Linked DNA regions of Hordeum vulgare: region 1 is linked to region 2. The links are chromatin contacts, called in public Hi-C maps. All regions are on one chromosome and are shown on one strand. Each heading gives the region's core, a stretch centred on a gene start, on an enhancer-like site or on the middle of the called end of the contact. The rest is flanking DNA. Distances are from core to core; before and after follow the strand shown. Region 1 has its middle 35 kb from the start of LOC123413334. Region 2 holds the start of LOC123409935 (putative 1-phosphatidylinositol-3-phosphate 5-kinase FAB1C).

Region 1 (5,226 bases), core at 1,523-4,022, 360 kb after region 2:
GTTAAATCGTGAAAATGGGGGGCTCGATCGGCCTGACGTTTGGGCTTAAAACCTAGGCCTAGGCACAGGCCCGTGAGCACCATTAGGACGGGTCAGGTCGGATCGGGTATCCCATGGCCACGTATAGCCGGCGGTGGTCTCAGTGTTCACACAAATCAAAATAAGTTTGAATGTGATTAATCCTAAGGTCTCTATCTCTCTCTCTCAAATCTTCTGGTTTTTTTTCGTGGGAGGTTTTCAAAGGTGTGCATGTGTGGTTATCAATGTTTTCTTTGTCTCCATATGGTTTTAGTGGGTGTTTATTGCAATCCAGGTCGCCCCCCATATGAAAGAAAACAGAATATGCGCTATAGATTATAAGTCTGCTTCCAAAATAATATAATAAGAATAGTTAACAGGTCAAAATAACATCTTATATGGATTTTACACATTTTCAAATCAAATTTCATATATAATATGTTGAAATCAGAGTTTCGATTTAAAAGATATGGATAATCTAAAAAAAACATTTGTTTAACTTAAATATAACCCATTGGTCAATTACCTGAAATGTCAGGGGGTTAATAGAAAAATGCAAAAAATGATTCGGTTCTGACTTAAGTATGTACAACGGGTTAATTCTCAAAAAAAATATAGATTTTCTTTTACAAAATTGGGTGATGAACAAACAGAAACACTATGTACTTTATTAGCAGGTATAAAAGTTTGCAAAACAAAAATCAAAAATAAAAGCATGTACGATGGACTCATTGATAGCCTTTTAATAAACTAAAACACAATGTTAACTTTTCTTTAAAGGGTGAGATTTATTATAAAGGTTAACTTACAGTATAAAACATCTCAAGTATAATAAAAATTACATCAAGGTTCTGAGACCACCGAACGATAATTTTTGCGCTCGAACGAGCCACGAACATGCCGATGTTGTCATTCCCCTACCGATGCCAGTTTAACCTTGTCGATGACAGTCAAAAAGTCTTCGTGTATGTGTCGCTAAGGACCAACGCCCTGAAGCCCAGTTGGCGTTGTTAAACCCTTGAATCTCCCCTAATAATAAAGCGCGCAACGCTTCTGTCGTCCGTTGCCGGTCATTTTACAAAAAAGCCCTCGCAGTTTCAGTTAATTAACCCGCAGTCCAACTTTAAGTCAGAACGAACCGTTTTCTATCGTTTTGCAGAAAAGTCCTCACAGTTTTAGATAATCAACCCGCGGTCCATCTTTTAGTCAGAGCCGAACCGTTTTTTTTTTTGCATTTTAGAGAAAACTCCCTGATGTTTCAAGTAATCAACCCGTCGTTCCTATTTAAGTCAGCCGAAACGTTTTTTTGTTTTAACAAAAAAACCCTGACTTTTCAGTTAATCAATCCATATTTTATCTAAAACAAAATTATCCATATCTTTTAAACCGTAACTCCGATTTTAACATGTTATATATGAAATTTGATTGAAAAAATGTGTAGAATCTAAATAGGATGTTCTTTTTAGCTGTCGAATACTTCTTAAATATTATTTTTAGTGCAAACTTAATCTGTAGTGTACGGTCTTTTTTTTCTCTCTTTCCGACGACCATACGAATTGCTATAAATATCCATTAAATTAAAACCAAATTGAGAGAAAAGAAAACATCGTTAACCACACATGCATACCTTTGGAAAATCTCGTGGAGAGAAACAACATATTTCTCATCTTATTCCGAGTGATTATACATTCAAACGCGTTTTCGTTGTGTGAGCACTGAGACCATCGTCGACAACACAAATGTGATGCCATGTGAAAATATATTACGTTCAAAGCGTGTGTTATTTTATTTTCCGTTGCAACGCACGGGCTTTTTTGCTAATAGATCTAAAGCACGGAACACCAAATCTTGTCACATAAGGAAAAACCTTAACCTGACCGTCTCAAAGAGACAACATGAATCTACGCCTGAGTTTTGTCGGCTTTGTCCAGATTAACGAATTCGAAACGGATCAAAACTTAAAAGACAAACTCGAATAAGAAAACACCGCCATCCGTCTGAGCGTTGCATCTGAGGACTAAAAACAATAACCTAATAAACTACTAAACGTAGTAAAGACACCGGAATTCCCCTCTCTTTCGCGGACCGCCGGATTGGCAGGCAGACGAGAGGCTAATCCACGGACTTGCCGATGAAGCACGGCGGAGAGAGCTCGTTCTAGCCGCTTTAGGGTTAGGGGAGAAAAAACGAGAAGAAGATCCTGCTATCCTCGACAAGAATACCATGATCTGATAGTGCTCCTTCATCGTAATCCAGCAGTACATTACATACGGTTTGCTTTCGATTCACAGCACGAGCAAGCTACAACTACGCCGTGGCAGTGACCGCCGGGCGCCGGCTCACCTCTCGATCCTAGCTGGGCGTGGTCTAGTTGGTCGCCATCCCGGATCGCCTTTCGGCGGCGCCGTAGCCCGTGGGCTCCATGACAGGCGACCCATGCACGCCTGAGGCGACGTGATCCTGACTCCCGAGAACGCCCCGCTGACGCGCTGCGCTTTCGTCTTCCATCGGATCACCGGGATACAAGAGAGAAATTCCATGCCAAAATGATGGGCCATGCGGATATTAAGCACCGGCCACTTTTAGTTTACTGATGTAAACATCATCAACCGCCACTCGAGTGCACGATCAGAAATATCTTTGGCGCTTGCCCGGCTTCACTGTTGGAGCAAATGCGCATGTGGGGCAAAAGGTACGGCGCGTATGGCCGGTGCCGGCGTCCTCTTCGCACTGATGATGCAGTTAAGTTGTCAAATTAATCCGTGGACCCGTGCCTAACGTTCGACGGCTATCCCTGTCCAACGTCGATCCTACATGTAAAGCTGGACGTCGCACGTCAACCAATTAAAACCATTGTGGTACATGTAGCATTCTATCAGATCGGATTGGTTCAGATTGGTTAGAATGACGAGGCGCCTCGTAATGCTTGTGGGCTGAGGCACTTCTTTTGTTTGTACAAGAGGATTTCCAAAGAAAAAAAATTCTATGGTACCCTTGATTTGTAGGAATGGATTTTTATTTCTATGTAGGATAGAAGCCAATCCTTCACATTTTAAAGAAAAAATATATTAACCTAGACTCAATGAAAACTTTTATATCCTATGCATCAAATGACATGTCTTTTTTTATATGAATTAAGATATACGTCATCTCACTTCCTATGATTTCCTTATTCCTATAATATTTCTGTCCTATGAATCAAGGGAGGCTCTGGTTCTGGTTTCATCAAGTGTGTTGTGTGTGTCATGCACTTGTGTTGTTTCATGGTGTGATTAGGTATACTATGCAGTGCAATGTGTGCTCATGTGCAAAGCATACATATGGTCCCACATGCAGCCCGAGTGTGCTTCCGTGTGTTGTGTAATGTGGAGCACATGTTTGTTCATGTTTGGAGCACATATTCATGTTGGTTCGAAGTACATATTGGGATCTCATGGCTACTGCACAATTCTATATTCTTATGAATTTTGATGGGCCTCCAAACACAGAGTTTTGTAGGACAACAATAAATTTCTCTTAAGTGGATGACCTAAGATTTATCAATCCACGAGATGTGAGGATGAAGGTGGTTCTCTCTCAAATAACCCTACAATCAAATAGAAGAAATCACTTTGTAGCCCCAACACACCCAATACCGTTGTCAATTGTATATGTGAACTAGTTCGGCGAAGAGAGGGTGATCTATGTGTAATACGGATGGTAGAAATACATTTTTATAATATGAATAAATAAAAAATAGCAAGGTAGCAAGTAATAAGAGTGAGAAAAAACGGTATTGCAATGCTTGGAAACAAGGTTAAGGTTCATAATTTCACTAGTGCCAACTCAACATAATTAACATAATTGAACATCATGATAATCCCTCAAAGTGCAACGAAGAATCACTTCAAATTTTCTATTCTATCGGAGAAAGTAGGATGAAATCGCATAGGTAGCAAACCACATCAAAGTTGTGTTTCCAATCAATCTATTGAACCACCCCTAAATTAAGTGTCACCAATAATCGTAGACATCGTACTACAACAACACCATATGTTTCAACATTTATGCTTAGAGAACCACAATGTCACCACAGGTATCCGCAAGTTAAGTACTAGACATGCATCAAGTGATGTCAAATCTAAGGTATTCAATCCAACATAAATAAATTTCAAAGAGCAAGGCTCAATTCACTACGGAAAGGATAGAGGGAGATGAACATCATAATGTCCAACTTTCTTGATAAAGTTCAGGATGCAATCAAGATCGAATCCCTCAAGAACATGATATAGAGATATTTTGAACACCTAGCTACGAGTACATACTCTCAGCTTCAAGGATCCACTACTCACACATCACCATGAGAACAAAAAGGTGGATGAAGAGGCCTCCTCCAATGGCTTCCTCATCCGACAGAGTGCCAGAAATGGTCCTAGATGGGACCAATGCCAAATATAAACTTGTGGTGGCAAAAGAAATGTTGTAAGGGTACGACGAAGGGTTTCAATATCTATAGGGATTTGTGGCATTGTAATTAGGTCAAATGAAGTCTTAGGGGCCTCACATGAGAAGTTGGCGCTCCCATACCATTGGTCGCACCACGTGTCCATGTGGATGCCTCATGGGTCCCCTCGACTTCTCCACAAGCTTCCAGGTCCTGCGTTTTTTCAGAAAATATCGTCAAAAATTGCATCGTATTTGAACCTTCCTAGATATGAATTTTCTGTGAAACCAAAAACAAGCAAAGAACATGAACTAGCATTGGTCACTAAATTAATAAATTAGTCTATACAAATAATATAAAGTGCATAAAACATAATTAATTGATGTAAATATAGCATAAATATTTTATAATATGTTGGAGACGATCATAAGCACACATGTTAGTGCTAGTTGGGAGCACCCGTTTGGAAGTACAAGTTGGTACTAGTTGGAAAGACAAGTTACTTTATATTTAGAGTACTGGTTATTACTAGATGGAATCACATATTTGGCCAGAAAAAGTTTGTCAAATGTATCAACATGGGATATCATTTTGAATATCTCATAGCGACAAATGCAAGAGTGAAAATGTAATTTAGACTTTCGGTTAAAGAAAACTTTTCTAAAAGCAATTATAAAACGCAACCAAACTCATTCATCACTTCCAGATGTAGGGAGAAATCCCATCAAAACTCCCAAATTGCAAAGATACCTTTAATTGGTGAATTCCATACTACAGAGTTGCCC
Region 2 (5,172 bases), core at 251-2,750:
AAACAGATGAATAATCATTTAGCTCCGAAGATGGCATGAAAAATATCATATAATCACTCAACACAGCTGAATCGTTATAGGGCGTACCTATCATTGGGAGTCCCTGACGCTACACATTTAACTTTGACATAGTTGGTGGGATCCATGCTACCACCTTTGCTTGTATCTGGCTGCACAAAGGTAGCTGCCTGCCATGCTAATAAGGATACTATGTCCGACCATCCATCCACGAGGTCAACTCCATGACCTTGGAGCAATTGGGACACAAGAGCCCTGAAATGCCCATGTAGAGCGTTCCTTAAGAACTCTTTATGAGCTATATTCTGTTTTCCTTTGGTCCCTGGTAAATCATCACTACCACCGCACTCATGGTTAACATGTTCAAAGGTCTTCCCATCACCAATAGCGCTGTCATCATCATCGTCATTGTATTGAAAGAAACTGTTTTCGGAGTCATCACCCTCATCTTGAGGCGGTGGAGGATGCCATATGAGTCCATTATTACTCTCAAAATCAATTGGCTGTATAATATTGTCATGATGTTCATCATGGCAATTGGGTGAATCCATCAAATAATCACCATCATCGTAGCCATGACCAGAATTCAAAGAGTATAGAGGAGAATTTTGGCTGGCATGACCATTTATCCCGGAGGGAGGACTTGTGCCTACTTGTCCGGATCGTTTCATAGGACTATATAACGGGCTCGAATTTCCCAACCTGAATGTGTACAGCCTACTAATATTTGTGCTCACGGAATCCGTATCAGAAGTATCTTGAGAAAACTCACTGCCCGGGGAGAAATACCGGCCTCGGTCTGAGTCCTCGCCGTCTTCATAACCAATACTCCTACATCCAACAAATTTTATTCAGTCAACATATCAGGCTATGCCCTCCAGGGAATGCAAGGAAGTCAAATACCCACCCTGGCGTTGAGCATCGGAGAGGACCAGGTGAGGAGAAACGCCGCCACCCAGCAGACCTCGAGGAAGACGGTGTCGGGACACGCTCCGGTGGGGACATCGGAGCCCCGTCCAACCCGTCACCACGCTGCTCCATGGGGGCACCTCGGCCACCGTTAATAGGCCGGACGCCGAGGTCGGAGCGGTCGCCGCCGCCGCAGTCCGTCATCGCAAGGTCGGTCACCCAAGAATCGGACTTCCGCGCGACGGGAACTCCCATAAAAGCAGCAAAAACCACGAAAAAACAACTGCCGAGGAGGCCCAAACCTAGCAACTTCTTGATTTCACAGTAGACCCTGTACCAAATTACACACCACAAATCACGGGAAAACAAAGCACGCCAAAACCAGGAGCCACAAACCGTTAGAGGGGAGCTAAAAGGGACCCCGCAAAGCGCCTAGTCCTAGCGTTTCTTGGGATCTGCACATCCGAGGCATTTCCTCGAGCATGTGGCGGGCAAGAGGGCGGCAGCATCGCCCGAGGCTCCACGGTCAAGCAGCTGCTGCGGGAGGGAGGCGGCGGCGGCGGCGGCGGCGGCGGCGGCGGGCGAGCGGAGTCCAGGGTAGGGGGAGGCGGAGGGGGGTGAGGGGAAGGTGCCCATGGAAGGGAAGCTTTTGCGTGTGAGGGGAATGGAGGAAGATATAGAGTAGAGAAAAAGGTAAGCGCGGTAGGAGAAAGGTGGGGAAAAAAAAGAAAGAGTTCGGTGGGTGCCGTTGGTTTTGGTTTTTTTGTTTTTCCTGCCTTTTAATTCGCTTATCTTCTTTCCTTTTACTACCTTTCTTTTGACTTCTGTCTTTTTTATAGTAGGAAAAAAACCCAGGACTTGTATCTCTTGATGGGAAAAAAATCAGAGAAAAAATATATTGTGTTTCTTTCCTTTTATGAATTAAATTAAATTGTGATGGAGCTAGGCAGTACTATGTTATTGTGGTGAAGCAAAATCCGGATTGTGGGTTTGAGTTGCCTTTTCTCTATGTTCAAAAGTTATTTTCTTCCATTTGACAAAAGTTGTTCCCTGTTGAGACTTTGCAACATGTGCGTTGTGTTCTGTTTTGATTGCTCAAGGTCTTTCGATGTCATTTTCGTGTTGATAAACCTTGAGCGTCATTTAACCGCATATTTCGTGATTTTGTCAAATAAGGACATGTTGTCCCCAAAGAACAAACGGCGAGTATAGTAAAAGTATGTTACAATTTCAGTAACATATACTGTATATTCCACATGAAAATTCAAGAAAATATATGGAACACAAAATATGAAATTGTATCACAAGTCGTAGAAAAAATTGTGATGACTCACTAATTTCAATCACGCCCGCGTTCTTAAGCCTTAGTCATCATCAAGTTATAATAGTATTATTAATGTCCATTTTGTAACCTTGAAATTATTGTTAAATGTAAGAAGATGTGACTATAAGCCTCATCCATCAAGATTCAAGAGCATCATTACAAATAATACCCATTGTAGTTCCTTCACATGGATCATTTTTATCTCATCGCTTGCCAAAGCATCAACGGTAATAAACATGGTATTGTAGTTCATATTTCTCTTTTTCAGTTGGATATATTTTCTTAAGGAGAAGCGCGAGACACATGAAATCTTTTTTCCCAAGAAGATCTCAATGCCAACTCAATTTGCTTATCTTTGTTACAAGGAGCGACAAGAAACCGAGTTCAAAGACATTAGTGTATAAGAATTTCTTGAGAAAAGGGGGGTCAAGCAATACGCTGCTCCCAAGCTCAAATAGACCCTCATTGACAGTAAAATAAAATGAAAACCAATTCTTATGCTCGGAAGCTGCTGGATTAGGAAGACTCGGCCCCCGCGTCGCTCCCAGGGGCGACTCGGGCGGCGAAACCCTAGCCGCCACCCAAGCCCCCTCCCTCCCCTCGTCGCCGCCGGAGGATGCTGGTGGGTGAAGCCCTCGTCGGTGGACGGCGGCGACGGGGCCCTTGTTTGCGTGCTCGCGCGCTGGAGCGGTGGGAATGTGCTCGCGCGCTGGAGCAGTGGGAGCGTGTGGTGGCGCGTCGGAAAGCTGTCCGCGTGCAGGAGAGGTCGAGATGGCGCGGTGCGTGTGCGCGGAGGCGCTGCTACGGCGGCTGCCGGCCGCTGCAGCGAGCGGCAGAGCTGGGGGCGCTCAGATCTGGGCCGCGCGGGCCCGCCTTGGCCCGAGTCAACCACTCTGCCCCCACCCACCCTTCTCCCTCCTCCCACCCCTCCCAGCCGCCGCCGGTGGTTGTTGGGGAACGTGCATGGGAAACAAAAAATTTCCTACGCGCACGAAGACCTATCATGGTGATGTCCATCTACGAGAGGGGATGAGTGATCTACGTACCCTTGTAGATCGTACAGCAGAAGCGTTAGAGAACGCGGTTGATGTAGTGGAACGTCCTCACGTCCCTCGATCCGCCCCGCGAACAATCCCGCGATCAGTCCCACGATCTAGTACCGAACAGACGGCACCTCCGCGTTCAGCACACGTACAGCTCGACGATGATCTCGGCCTTCTTGATCCAGCAAGAGAGACGGAGAGGTAGAAGAGTTCTTCGGCAGCGTGACGGCTCTCCGGAGGTTGGTGATGATCTCGTCTCAGCAGGGCTCCGCCCGAGCTCCGCAGAAACGCGATCTAGAGGAAAAACTATGGAGGTATGTGGTCGGGCAGCCGTGAGAAAGTCGTCTCAAATCTGCCCTAAAAGCCCCATATATATAGGAGGAGGGAGGGGGACCTTGCCTTGGGGTCCAAGGGACTCCCAAGGGGTCGGCCGAGCCAAGGGGGGGAGGACTCCCCCCCCCAAACCGAGTTGGACTTGGTTTGGTGGGAGGAGTCCCCCTCCCTTCTCACTTCTTCCCTCTTTTTTTTTCTTTTCCTTTGATTTCCTTCTCTTGGCGCATAGGCCCTTTTGGGGCTGTCCCACCAGCCCACTAAGGGCTGATGTGTCTCCCCAAAGCCTATGGGCTTCCCCGGGGTGGGTTCCCCCCCCCCCCCCCGGTGAACTCCCGGAACCCTTTCGTCATTCCCGGTACATTCCCGGTAACTCCGAAAACCTTCCGGTAATCAAATGAGGTCATCCTATATATCAATCTTCGTTTCCGGACCATTCCGGAAACCCTCGTGACGTCCGTGATCTCATCCGGGACTCCGAACAACATTCGGTAACCAACCATATAACTCAAATACGCATAAAACAACGTCGAACCTTAAGTGTGCAGACCCTGCGGGTTCGAGAACTATGTAGACATGACCCGAGAGACTCCTCGGTCAATATCCAATAGCGGGACCTGGATGCCCATATTGGATCCTACATATTATACGAAGATCTTATCGTTTGAACCTCAGTGCCAAGGATTCGTATAATCCCGTATGTCATTCCCTTTGTCCTTCGGTATGTTACTTGCCCGAGATTCGATCGTCAGTATCTGTATACCTATTTCAATCTCGTTTACCGGCAAGTCTCTTTACTCGTTCCGTAATACAAGATCCCGCAACTTACACTAAGTTACACTGCTTGCAAGGCTTGTGTGTGATGTTGTATTACCGAGTGGGCCCCGAGATACCTCTCCGTCACACGGAGTGACAAATCCCAGTCTTGATCCATACTAACTCAACTAACACCTTCGGAGATACCTGTAGAGCATCTTTATAGTCACCCAGTTACGTTGCGACGTTTGATACACACAAAGCATTCCTCCGGTGTCAGTGAGTTATATGATCTCATGGTCATAGGAATAAATACTTGACACGCAGAAAACAGTAGCAACAAAATGACACGATCAACATGCTACGTCTATTAGTTTGGGTCTAGTCCATCACGTGATTCTCCCAATGACGTGATCCAGTTATCAAGCAACAACACCTTGTTCATAATCAGAAGACACCGACTATCATCGATCAACTGGCTAGCCAACTAGAGGCATGCTAGGGACGGTGTTTTGTCTATGTATCCACACATGTAAACGAGTCTTCATTCAATACAATTATAGCATGGATAATAAACTATTATCTTGATACAGGAATTATAATAATAACTATACATTTATTATTGCCTCTAGGGCATAATTCCAATAGTCTCCTACTTGCACTAGAGTCAATAATCTAGCCCTCACATCACCATGTGAATTACATTGTAATAAATCTAACACCCATACAGTTCTGGTGTCGATCATGTTTTGGCCGTGGAAGAGGTTTAGTCAGCGGGTCTGCTACATTCAG

What was found. A called contact is a pair of places that touch in the nucleus more often than the background predicts.
Region 1: a contact with region 2 is called in a Hi-C map of leaf, with 5 times the contacts expected there. The contact joins the enhancer-like site here to the promoter of LOC123409935 in region 2. A contact is called at or near these places in 4 of 6 Hi-C or Micro-C datasets (leaf and seedling).

The regions. Positions count from the first base shown.
Region 1 is chr7H:113,065,224-113,070,449 of MorexV3_pseudomolecules_assembly, forward strand. No RefSeq gene overlaps it. Among protein-coding and RNA genes, the nearest start is that of LOC123413334, 35 kb to the right of the region's middle. Within about 2 kb of position 2,773, at least 2 of the 3 cell types and tissues checked have open chromatin away from gene starts, as enhancers often do. A contact at or near this core is called in leaf, where this site is marked.
Region 2 is chr7H:112,707,054-112,712,225 of MorexV3_pseudomolecules_assembly, forward strand. LOC123409935 (putative 1-phosphatidylinositol-3-phosphate 5-kinase FAB1C) reads right to left here and starts at 1,501. Exons shown (of 11, transcript XM_045102804.1): 1 at 926-1,501; 2 at 88-849. The coding sequence starts at 1,182. It also overlaps the pseudogene LOC123409936.